Regions from separate parts of the Mus musculus genome. Here regions 1, 2 and 3 are each linked to region 4. The links are chromatin contacts, called in public promoter capture Hi-C maps. All regions are on one chromosome and are shown on one strand. Each heading gives the region's core, a stretch centred on a gene start, on an enhancer-like site or on the middle of the called end of the contact. The rest is flanking DNA. Distances are from core to core; before and after follow the strand shown. Region 1 holds the start of 1810034E14Rik (RIKEN cDNA 1810034E14 gene). Region 2 holds the start of Ctsl (cathepsin L). Region 3 holds the start of Slc35d2 (solute carrier family 35, member D2). Region 4 holds the start of Fbp2 (fructose bisphosphatase 2).

What was found. Promoter capture Hi-C pulls out the DNA fragments that hold promoters and counts their contacts. Capture Hi-C pulls out chosen DNA fragments and counts their contacts.
Region 1: a promoter capture Hi-C map of adipose tissue shows a contact between it and region 4, with 3 times the contacts expected there. The contact joins the promoter of 1810034E14Rik here to the promoter of Fbp2 in region 4. A contact is called at or near these places in 1 of 39 promoter capture datasets (hippocampal neurons) and 1 of 9 other capture datasets (adipose tissue).
Region 2: a contact with region 4 is called in a promoter capture Hi-C map of liver, with 2.1 times the contacts expected there. The contact joins the promoter of Ctsl here to the promoter of Fbp2 in region 4. A contact is called at or near these places in 2 of 39 promoter capture datasets (cranial neural crest and liver) and 1 of 115 datasets of contacts at active chromatin or transcription factors (pancreatic cancer cells).
Region 3: a promoter capture Hi-C map of hippocampal neurons shows a contact between it and region 4, with 5 times the contacts expected there. The contact joins the promoter of Slc35d2 here to the promoter of Fbp2 in region 4. A contact is called at or near these places in 5 of 39 promoter capture datasets (the 3T3-L1 cell line, cranial neural crest, frontonasal cranial neural crest and 2 more), 1 of 115 datasets of contacts at active chromatin or transcription factors (astrocytes) and 1 of 9 other capture datasets (liver).

Annotation. Positions count from the first base shown.
Region 1 is chr13:64,247,037-64,250,070 of GRCm38.p6, reverse strand. 1810034E14Rik (RIKEN cDNA 1810034E14 gene) reads right to left here and starts at 1,371. Exons shown (of 3, transcript NR_045798.1): 1 at 868-1,371. Cdc14b (CDC14 cell division cycle 14B) reads left to right here. Exons shown (of 14, transcript NM_172587.3): 2 at 2,753-2,843.
Region 2 is chr13:64,368,973-64,371,858 of GRCm38.p6, reverse strand. It overlaps Ctsl (cathepsin L), which reads left to right and starts at 1,339. Exons shown (of 8, transcript NM_009984.4): 1 at 1,339-1,623; 2 at 2,695-2,831. The coding sequence starts at 2,706.
Region 3 is chr13:64,127,540-64,130,587 of GRCm38.p6, reverse strand. It overlaps Slc35d2 (solute carrier family 35, member D2), which reads left to right and starts at 1,258. Exons shown (of 12, transcript NM_001001321.3): 1 at 1,258-1,402. The coding sequence starts at 1,281.
Region 4 is chr13:62,856,784-62,859,885 of GRCm38.p6, reverse strand. Fbp2 (fructose bisphosphatase 2) reads left to right here and starts at 1,486. Exons shown (of 7, transcript NM_007994.4): 1 at 1,486-1,758. The coding sequence starts at 1,589.

The DNA.
Region 1 (3,034 bases), core at 122-2,621, 1.4 Mb before region 4:
ATTTAGAATATTCTTGACTTGCTTATTGTTTATTACTGTGAAAACTAAGGAATGTATCGCCAGGGCGGTGGTGGCGCACGCCTTTAATCCCAGCACTTGGGAGGCAGAGGCAGGCGGATTTCTGAGTGTGAGGCCAAACTCAGGTCTACAGAGTGAGTTCTAGGACAGCCAGAGCTACAGGTACAAGTATAGAAAGAATCCGTGCCCCATACTGACTGCTGTGGGGTGTGTGTGTGTGACAGAGAGAGAGAGAGAGAGAGAGAGAGAGAGAGAGAGAGAGAGAGAGAGAGAGAGAGAGAGAGAGAGAGAGAGGTAGGTCATGATCTCAGTCTGATACATCTGAGATTCTAGAATAAGGTTAAGAAATATGCAGGTCTTTGGGGATCACAAATAATGTGTCATTTTTAGGAGAACTTGCCCTTTTCATTTTCTTTCAAGGGACTTTCATTGGCGACTTTTCACTTCTCAGCACTTTTCTGTAGAAAGTTTGGGAAAACTTGGGGAGGTAATAAAGATCTACAGACTCAGCACCATATGACACCCAACAAAAGTGGGGTCAACTCCATCCCATCCTGTGTGTTAACTTGTTCCCTTGAGATTAAGAACATAGACTGAAAACTGTGAATGGTTGCTAGGAAGCACATCAACTGTTTTGCTTTTAGACCATCCCCATACCTTTAACATAGCAAATGACCGGAGTATTACATTTATTTTAATTAAAAATTTGTGCGCCCTACCCCCACTGTGTGGGGAGGTCAGAGGATAACTTTGTAGAGTGGTTTCTGGGCATTAAACTCTGGTCCTCAGGCTTACAACATTGAAGGGCAAGTACTTTTACCTGATGAGTTTTCTTTAGGGGAGACTGACCTTGAACTCTTGATCTTCCTTCCTCTTTCTGCCTCCACGTACTGGATTATATTCATGTCCAACTCCAGCAGAGTCACTTGGCAGTTTCCGAACTCTGGTGCAAGAGCCCAGGTGCAGGCCTGTCTGATCTGAGCTGTGACTCTCCGTTGCTTGGGTCGGGGAGTGCCCCCTGGTGGCAGGCAGCGGTGGTGGGCGGGAGACCGAGTTTGTGGGGAAGGTTGCGCCGGCCTGGCCTCTAAATCCTTTATCACGCGTGCCTGGGTCGTACCGGCCAGCCGGTTTTGAGCTGGCCCAGTGTACCCAAAGCTAGCTTAGTCGCTCCCTTTTCAAGACATCTGGTCTCTGGCCGCGCGTGCCTGTGTGTCTGCTTTCTTCCTTTGCAGGACACTTGGACCTAGTTGCGTGTGCTCGTGGGCCAGGTCTCTTTCCTTCTCTCTTTCTCCCTCTGCAGGGCGGCTGACCTCTGGTCGCGCCTGCCCGTGGGCCTGGCCCCTTTTGCAGGAGACTGGCCCCTGGCTGCCCCAGGGACGTCCTAGAGTTTGGACTTCCGGGGTTGGCTCCCAGTCTGCTGCTTGTCACCCGCCAGGGCGTTTCCGTGCCCATGCATGGGCGCGGCCCTTTAAACTTCACTGTTTTTTAGACTTTGGGGGTGTGGTCACACTTTCTTTTTTTTTCTTCCCGTCCGTCCGTCGCGGTCATCCCAGACTCGCGGGTCCTTCTCTTGCCCTGCTTTCCAGATGCTTTGGAGTCATGAGACGGGAGGGCGCAGGGACCCCTCTGATGGCCGAGGTGATCCGAGGTGAGTGCACGGGGCAGGACTTAGGATGGCTGGAGGAGCGACTTGCTGCCCTAGGAGCCCAACTGGCCTCCTTTCTGGGTCCACTGACTTTGGGGGTAAACCTTAATGTGCCTTAATGTGCTTGTGACCCCTATGTCCTACAGCCTCTCCACCCACCCTGTGTGGGAGCTGGTGAAATTCCCAGTCCAGCCAAAGATCAAAGGTCATTTGTGATTAGAAAGGACAAAGCCCTGTCACCCATTTGAATGCGGCTGCAAGAAGTTTGTTGCATTTACTAGGAGATATTTGCAGCTGTTCTGAGAGAGGAGATACAGATTGGAAAGTTTAAAGTACCATTTGAGAAAAGGACGTCTCGGCTCTTGTTTCTTACCACTTTGATTTTTGCCATGTTTTGGGTGTAGGTATCTGAGTGCTGTTAAGATGTTGCCTTTTTCTGGGGGTTGGTGGGAATAAAGATGGATGGAGCCTTTGAACATCACTTCCCTTCTTGCTGAACTCCACAGCATCTGACTCATGCAACACAGATTCTACCCCAGTCTGGCCTCCCCTCACATTCACCTTGATTTTAAACAGCAATTTATAAGAAACCCAAAGCAGTGATTCCAATTTAAAAAATACGTATCTATGAGATTAATTGTATAAACATACCACCTTGTGTTCTATAGTTGTAAACAGCAACATGTATTTTCATGTATTGCTACATGTATTTTCAGTGTGTCATCGTAAACTTAATGCATGGTTATAGGCTAGCTATCAGAGGTATGCTGAATTTCCTGAAATTTCTTAGTCTAGTTGCTGCAGAAACTGAAACAGTACCACTACATGAAATAATCACCTACCACCATGGTCCTTACTAAGATTAAGACAATTTCTTCTTTAAAGCTTTGCTTATTTATTAATATTCACCAAAGAGACTTTTTGAAGTTACACATTGTCACCTCTGCCATCTGAAACATGGGGTGGGGTGGGGGGGACACAACAAAATCAAACAAGCCATCTTTGAATTCATCAGAAAGGAGTTGGGTCTTGGCTGGGGACACCTGTTTAAGAACTTGAAGAAAAGAACACTGCTGTTTTCCATTGCAGATCGCCTTTGTTTTGCCATTCTCTACAGCAGACCAAAGAGTGCAACAAACGAACATTATTTCAGCATAGATAACGAGCTAGAGTATGAGAAGTAAGTATTGCCTCTTGGAAGACTCAAACTTTTGAAATTTCCTCTGAGGAATCTCTAGGTATGTGTGCAGATGACATAGGCTTGGAAAAATTGTATATCTGAAAAACACTTGCAGCTGGGTGCTGTTTCAGATTCTTGGTTAAAAAAAAAAAGATCTTTGAGGATACAAAGAACCTCTATTTAAACCCTGA
Region 2 (2,886 bases), core at 90-2,589, 1.5 Mb before region 4:
CCAGTACTTGGGAGGCAGAGGCTGGCGGATCTCTGTGAGTTTTGAGGACAGCCTCATCTATAGAGCAAATTCCAGGACAGCCAAGGCTACACTGAAAACCCTGTCTCAGAAAATATTTTAAATACTATTATAAAAGACATTACAAGTCAGGCAGTAGTGGCGCACGCCTTTAATCCCAGCACTTGGAAGGCAGAGACAGGCGGGTTTCTGAGTTCGAGGCCAGCCTGGTCTACAGAGTGAGTTCCAGGACAGCCAGGGCTACACAGAGAAACCCTGTCTCAAAAACAAAAACAACAACAAAAACAAAACAAAAAAAAAGACAATACAAATTTTTAAAAATCACATACTGAAATTAACCAAACTCAAATATTATAAAGCTTCTAAACAGAATAGCCAATAAAAAAAATCTTATATGGCTAAAAAAAAATTACACTTTACCGAATTATTTTCTTTCAATCTTACCTATACCTGTATATATATTTTTTCTCTATCCAAGTAATTTCTTCAAGCTACACAACTACAGCCTTCTATTAAATATTACTCTTCTTGAGTGAGGAAGAGGAAACTAAAGCGGATAGCTCGGAGATAGCTTTAATCCCGGCTCTTGAGAGGCAAAACCAGGATGCCTGTGATTGCCTGGTCTACATTATTAAACCCTATAACCCCTATCTCAAACACATACTTATATCTTTTCCAGCGAATTTATCAAATTCCAGAAGTGGCGCATGCCTTTAATCCCAAAACTTGGGAGGCAGAGGCAGGCGGTTCTGAGTTCGAGGCCAGCCTTGGTCTCCAGAGTGAGTTCCAGGACAGCCAGGGCTACACAGAGAAACCCCGTCTCGAAAAGACAAAAAAAAAAAAAAAAAGGAAAAAGAAAGAAAAAAATTGAAAGTAAGAAAAACAATTCATAATGTAAAGTAGGAAAACAGTCTCCATCGTTCTCAACCGCTTTTTTTCTTTTCTTTTCTAGCCACCATCCTACAACCCCACCCCCACCGCCGCGTCCCCGCCTGCCACGAAAAGAATTTCTACCAGACTTGAGAGAAATGCTCCTAAGGAACAATCCATGTATAGGTAAGGCAGGAAGTGCGGCGTTAGAAGCCACGTGCTGATCTAAATTCTATGGACACCCGTCCAGCCAGACCCTGGAGAGGTGACTCTGTCCTCCGCTCTGTCTTCTTCCACTTACATCAGCATTGTTGTGGGTTAAACAGAAACCACGGGTTATGCAACTCTCCACCCTGCACATTTTAATCTACAACTTTCATACAAAAGGAAAGGTATGGCTGAGGTGGAAATTCCACAGCAGGCCTTTTTTTTCCTACGCTTTTCTTACAGAACCAAGGCACCACGCTGGCGTGGACCCTCCAAAGTGGATCAGCCTCGCCCCAAGGCTTGCACCACAGGACAGGTTACGACCCGGCGGCGTCACGCGCCCGGACTCCCGCAGGCTCCGCCCCGAGGCAGGCATAGCCAATGACGGGGCGGGGGCGGGCCCTGTCGGGGCTGTAGCCTGAGAGGCTTTAAAGCCTGAGCCCGGCGCTGTTCCTCCAGATTCTCGGACCTCGGCGACCTCCGGGGATCCGAGTTTGCAGACTTCTTGTGCGCAGCTAGCCGCCTCAGGTGAGTGACCCCCGCGGGTTTAAAGGCTTCCCGAGCAAGGGCAGGTAGGGGAATCTAGAATGTGGGAACCATAGCATCTGCAACCCGGACTGGAGACCCCCGGATGGGCCAGGATCTCGAGGATGTGTCCTCGGCCTCCCCGAAGTGATAGGCCCTTGTTGTCGAGCGGGGTCTTCATCAGGTCATGTGACTCCGGGCTGCCGGGACCCGTAGGGACAGCGGGACCCCCTCAAGCTGGTCACGGGACCCAGGGCTCCTTGTGCCGCCATAACATTCGCGGGCGGTGGCCGCGAGCGCGGAGCGGACGCCCATCCCCCTCTCCCCCGGACGGGCCCAGCTTGGCCCCTAACCCGAACTGAGATCGCATAAGGAGGCATCGCCTTGAGGCTTCAGTTCGCCTGATGTGCAGCTGTGCGTTAAAGTGTGTGGTGGCAACCCACCCTCTGGGTACTCCTGTATGCCCACTTGGGGTCACTAATACTTGTCAATAAATGACCTGGACCCAGTTGTCCTCTTAAGATTCTGACGCATACAATATCGGAAGACTTAAGACTACCGTGGCGCTATAATAAGAGAAAGTGGGGGGGGGGCTGTCGAGATGGTTCAGCGGGTAAGAGCACTGACCGCTCTTTCAAAGGTCCTGAGTGCAAATCTCAGCAACCACATGGTGGCTCACAACCACCCATAATGAGATCTGACACCCTCTTCTGTGCGTCTAAAGTCAGCTACAGTGTACTTATGTATAATAATAAATCCTTAAAAAAAAAAAAGCAAGAGAAAAGGGTTTACCCCTGTTCCAATGACTACTAGGCTGTTTTTGTTTCAGTAGCTAGAGTCTAGGAACCTCCAAAGATTAATTCCTGACTTGTTTTTCTCCACTCATAATCACATTTGTTAACACGTGCAAGGATGCTTCAACTCAGAACGGTTTACTGCTGGGCTGGTGGCTCATGGATCCCTAAACTTGAGAGATGGGTCATTGAAAAAGTTTAAAGCCTAAACTACATGAGAAACTGTCCTTAAAAGAGAAAGCTTCCGTGGGATTCTCATTTCCTCTTTTTCCTTCCCTAGGTGTTTGAACCATGAATCTTTTACTCCTTTTGGCTGTCCTCTGCTTGGGAACAGCCTTAGCTACTCCAAAATTTGATCAAACCTTTAGTGCAGAGTGGCACCAGTGGAAGTCCACACACAGAAGACTGTATGGCACGGTTTGTAGTGTTTACATTGTCTAGAGAGAATGGTCTTCCTTGCCCTTGGAAGTGT
Region 3 (3,048 bases), core at 9-2,508, 1.3 Mb before region 4:
ACTCACTCTGTAGACCAGGCTGGCCTCGAACTCAGAAATCCGCCTGCCTCTGCCTCCCAAGTGCTGGGACTAAAGGCGTGCGCCACCACGCCCGGTGTGGGTACTTTTTCTTAACCTACAACACACCTCAGTGGTACATGATGGAGAGAATGGTCATGTTGGCAGTTTTCTGTGCCCCTTCAATACCCCCAATGCAGAACACCCAGAAGAGATACACACAGATGGACCGGGGACACCTCCATGTTCTCCTATCCAAACCAAGCCGCTGATCTCCCCTAAGCTATGGATTGTTTGTTTCTGCTGGCATTTATCCAACTGCCAGGAATCTTCCCATGGTCCAGGTTGAGCTGGGCCTATACTCAATTTTGAACCAAGTCAGTGAGCCTGCGCTTTGGCCACGGAATGAGGAGCCCTTTGGACCTAACACTGGTGTGTGCAGTCAGAACTCAAAAAAACACTATTTTGGCTGTGGAATGCAAGTTAATACTGATCAAAGTGCAATACATCTGAACATGAGAACAAACTTGAGAGTCGTTCTACAGCTTTGAGCTTTTATTCACAAGAACCAGGGATCCTGGGGCTGCTGTCCTAGGGAGAAGTGGGCCTTTTGTGAGGGAGGCCTGAATTTACCAAAAGTGTCCAGAGGAAGAGAAGCCGAATACATGGCATTTATGGTGGATGCCAGTCTTAGGCATTTATGAACGAGAAACAGAAGCGTTCCGCACGAGCACTTGTCTTGAAGTATGCCTGGAAGCATTTTTAGTAATAGTTGTAAATTGGGAATTACCATCATGCCAACCACCGGGGTAGATGGGGGCGCTCTGAACACACGCAGGGAGGTGTAGCCCAGCACCACAGCTGATACACCCTAAGTACTCAGGGGGACTCTTGCCCTTTGTGGGGATGTTGTACTCAGATTTACGTGTTTGCTTGGTTCTGTTCATTTGTCAAGAACGCATCTGTAACTCACTAATCAGGCGCGTCCCGTAGGACATAAATTATACTTTTTAAAAACAAACAAACAAAAACGGAAACGAACCTCAGCCTTTCTGGGGGTGCCGGCTAAGGCAGTTTTTCGGCTTTCCCGGGAGGTGGACACCTCCAAGGAGAGAGCGCACTAGAAGCACCAGTGCGTGGTGCGGGGGTGCGGGGTGCGGGGTGCGGGGCGGGCCGTGGTCGGAGTTCGCGCCCAGGCTCTTCCTGTTCCTGCCGCACCCTCTTCCCGGGCCGCTGGGGGCGGGACCGCGGGCTGGGTTTGGGCCGGGCGGCGGAGGGCAGAGATGGAGGAGCCCAACGCGGCGCCGTTGCCCTCTCGCCTGGCCAGGCTGCTGTCGGCGCTCTTCTATGGCACATGCTCCTTCCTCATCGTGCTGGTCAACAAGGCGCTGCTGACCACATACGGGTGAGGCTGGTTATGAGGGATGCAGGGTGGCCGGGGCTTGGAAAGCCGAGTGTGCTCTGCCTTTACCAAGTCACTACCCAACAAAGTCCACTTGGGATCAAGAACATACACCAGCTGAACTTAAAAGCCACCTTTGCAAGCATTAAGTAAGTTCAGCAACTGAGAAAAAAGTGACGACTTATTTTAAGACAGGCATTCATCAGATAGTTCACGCTGGCCTCGAACTCAAATCCTCATGACTGAGCCTCTCTAGTGCTGTTATTACAGGTTACAACATCATAAACATAAATGTATTTTGAGCAAATCATTACCTTTTAATCTTCGTGGTGTTTTTGAGACAGGATTTCATGCACCCCAGGTTAACTTCTGGACTACCTAATAGTTTTCCTGTCTCCACCTTCCATGTGTGACACCACACCTGTTTTGTACAGAGGAAGCCACCCAAGGCTTTTCATTTTCACTGAGATACATCTCCAGCTCCAAGCAAAACAAACGAAACAAAACAAAAATGCATGTTCCACCGATTACATCTGGACTTGTGTGGTTTGTTTATATAGGCTAATCATCCATTCTCAAATAACCATCGTATTTCTGGATAATCAGAACAACTAGAAGTTTACAAGATCAGCTTTTTTTTTTTTTTTTTTTTTTTTTTTTTTTTTAAGATCAGAGTGGAATGCACCAGCAACTCTGTGCTTCTTTGAACTTATTTGTAAAGACTATAATAATATCCTATTTAATTCTACTCTGTGGTTGAATCCGGAGAGAACTGTGGTTTTAAATCTGGCCCCAGGGGTGATTGCTCCCTGGCCATACTTAGCATTTTCCTTAGATGCAGAACCTAGCTGACTATAAGCATGGTATTAACCTCCTAGGGCCTTGCCTGAGCTGCCACAACCCAGGGCTCTTTGTAAACCCCACAGTTCTGCTTTTTTTTTTTTGTCTTATATTTGGGAAAACTCAGATCCATATCGGGTCCACAAGTTGTAAGTCCAACAGATACTATTGAGTACCTACTATGCTGATCCCATGGTATGTTGTGGAAAAAATGGTATAGACCATGTGGAACATCTTCGATGGAAGTTCTACTTCAACAACAAACAGGTTCAAGAACTGATAAAGCATTGCAGATGTGACCCAAGAGAGAAGAGGGTCAGAGGTTGGGGCCAGAACATCAGGCAGAAGAGAGCAGCAAGAGCTTGGCTTCCTGGAAGAGCAGAGAGAAAGTCAACTTGGCTAGATGACTGGAAGGGAGTGACCAAGTACCAAGAAGACCCCCAGGAGAACTTTACAGGAGGGCGGGGACAGAGCCTTCATAAATTTAATGACAGTGTGTGCTCAGGATGTGACAGCCATATTCTCAGGCACATAGGTAACTGAAGTGAATAGAACAGGTAAACAAAACAAAACGCCTTAATTTCACATCCTAGTGTACCAGCAATAAGCCATTGAATGCCATTGAATGTGTGTGTGTGTATAGGTCAGAGGACAACTTTCAAGAGTCAGTTTTTTCCTTCCACTGTGTGGGTCTCAGGGATGGATTCAGTTTGTTAGGCCTGGCAGCAAGCCCCTTTCCCCACCAAACCATCTTCAAAGCCTAGTATTCATATGGGTTTGTTCACAGCTACCTATAACTTCAACTCCAG
Region 4 (3,102 bases), core at 237-2,736:
AGCCACTCCACCAGTTGTTGTCTGAATTTATGAGGAAAGCACAGTCTTACATGTTGAGCATTACTCTCAAATTAATCCACATATTGGGTAGCCAGCTTGGGACCCAGAGCCAGGTCTGTCTGCCATCAGAGAAAGTTAGGATATCACAGTAACAGAGAGCATGGCCAACTCTAAGCAGTTAATTCTAGGTCACCTTTAAAAAGTATTTCTTTAAGCGTTTTTGTTGGGAGCTATTAAGATAACACTATTGTCCTGATCTCTGAATTGGGCCTCTTCCCCCGAGAAGAAAAGAGGGTCAAAAGCGGGCCACCGGCACACCGCTCCGAGAACAACCACAGATTGTTCCAGCCCTAAGTCAGCGCGGATGTCCTGACCTCAAGATACCCTGATACCGCCAAGTTCCTGCTTCCACGTGTAACTGCCTAAGAATGTGCAATTCTATTGCCCCTCCCCCACTGATAAGTACTTCTCCTTTTGCTTGTATTGCCCCATCCCTCCCGCTGATAAGTATCTGTACTTCCCCTTTTCCTTGTGCAATTCTATTGCCCCATCCTTCCTGCTGAAAGGCACTTCCCCTTTTGCTTGTGCATTTAAACCTCAGGCCTGACTAATACATTTGGGGGCTTTGATGCATTCTAGAAGGTCTCCGTGTCGTTATTCGCACAAGGCCCTCGTCCCTCTCTACCCCCCATTTGGTTCTTAGGAGGAGGTCCCCTCGAGACCCTCGAATAACTGGACCTGCTGGACGGGTCACCTTTTTATGAGACCATTTCGTGTGTCTGTCTCCTACACATGCTCCACTTACATGCTTGGTATCCTGGAGGTCAGAGAGGGCACTGGAGCTTCCCAGAACTAGAGTAAAAGTTGGTATTTGGACCCAAAGCCAGGTCCTCTGCAAGAGCAGCCAGTGCGGTCCTGATGTATGTTTTCAAATCAAGGGTTTTTAAAATAAAAATAAAAATCCAGAGAAACTGGCAAATCAACCCTGAGACTAGACACTCTGCTAGGAATGTAATATTATCTTCCTCATCCCTCCAGTTACACATGCTTAATAGAAGCAAGCCTGAAAGAACTCTTGCTCCAGTCACCCTGGGATTGCCATTAGTTTGTTATGTGACCTATGCCCCAGATAAAGAATCTGCCAATATGCCATCTGAGAGTCTCAACCGTGCAGAATGACACACAGTGGCGGCTAGCTGCAGAAAGCCCTCTTGCTTCCCATAGGAGGAATTTGTGAGTCATTTTATTAGCTAGTCTTCTTTCACCTGTGGCTGATCCTGGCTTCTTAGGATCAAACAAAACAAAACTGGGTGTAGAGATTGAGGCCAGCCCTTCCCTGTAGCGCAGTACTATTTACAGCCTGCTTCTTGCACTGTGGCAGCTGCCACCGTCAGGGAGGGAGGCCAGGGAAGTTTCCTTGAGGGCTTGTCCGGCTATCTGAGTCACGTGGGGTGGGGTTCATTTCCCTCGGACTTTGGCACAGTCAAGTGCAGGTGTGTCTTCAACGAGTAGGCTGTGAGGCTGCTGCCTTGAGAGAGCAAGGATTTCTACAAGGAGCAAAGGGAGGCTTTGGGATCTCATTTGCACAATGACGGACAGAAGCCCCTTTGAGACAGACATGCTGACCCTGACCCGTTACGTTATGGAAAAGGGGCGACAGGCCAAAGGGACCGGAGAACTCACCCAGCTGCTCAACTCGATGCTGACTGCCATCAAAGCCATCTCTTCCGCAGTGCGCAAGGCCGGCCTGGCCAACCTGTAAGTCCTGGAGAGCATGCGCAGGCAACCCAAGCCAGGGTGTGGAAGCCACAGACCGGTGCTTGTGCTAGAAACGGGGTCCAAAGCTAATTTGCTCTTTGTGCCGTAAGGACACTGCATTTAAATTCTTTAAGCCTGCTTTGATAAAGCAGCCTTTGGCATGTTTTGCAAGGAAAGGGAAAAACTGCTTAGCAACAAACTGCAGAGAAAAGTGTGACTACCGGTTACTTGGGATTATAATGGTAACACTATAGCTTGTTGCCTCAAAACCTATATTGAATTCTCATTACTTATATTTGCAAAGTCTTAATGGGACTTTAAAATGTGTTTTGATGCCTTTTTTTTTTTTTTTTTTTTTTACCCCGTACAGGTGTGTTCAGTTGTCATGACCTCTGTCAGTATTGTGGGGTAGAAATCACCAGAACACAGGTTAAGGGGGCTTGACTGTCATGAAAAGAACCTGGCTCAGTTTTCTCCATCTTCACGTGGTGTTCAGGAATCTGGACAGGCTGGGCTGGGGCAGGCACAGCAGAGCACCTTTGCTTGGTTCTCTTTTGCAAAACAGGGCCACGTTCATGCTGGAGTTGCTCTTGGCCACAGCCAGGAGTACGGTTTTAAGGCATGATGAAAAGAAATCACTTCCTTTGGACTTCCATTTTGATTCCAGTGAAGGGCCCCTCTGAAGTCGAAGGAAGGGACATACATGTGTGTGTGTGTGGGGGGGGGGGACCCTCGAAGAAGAGCCAACAAAGTCCACCTATTTAAAATGTTTATTCTCGATCGTGTGGTGCCTTTATTCCCAAACTGTGACAGCATTAATTTCATAATTGCAATCATAAAACCACCACAGAGCTTACTATGTACGTGTTTAGGAACAGATAACAGGACCCAAATTAAAGATGATTGATTGGCTCTTTCCCCGGCCCGTGCTGTCCCTTAACTGTGTGATTACTTCATTCGGCAAGAACGGCCAAGCGCTCTCTGCCTTTAAGAACATGCTTCCAGAATGGGCGTTGCCTGCATGTGTGAAGATCATCCCCGAGTAACATTAGATAGCGTCTTTGCTACTCCTGTGTTCCCGCTCTGCTATAATTAGGGCGGTTTCCTGTGGCCACTCAGGACTTTTGCCCACACTTTTAACCCCTCCTCCGTGCAGGCCTCTCGGCTCCACAGCAACTCTCTTGGCAGCGTTCCTTGTGTATCTGCCACAGTCTGCTTCTCAGTGGTTCAGCATCCGACCAAGGGCCATGAAGGTCTAGATAGTTAAGTGCTTTATTTAACTTGGTTTTTCTTACCTTGTAGCTGTGGAATATGGTTTATTCTCGCTAAGACCTCCATGTTTGT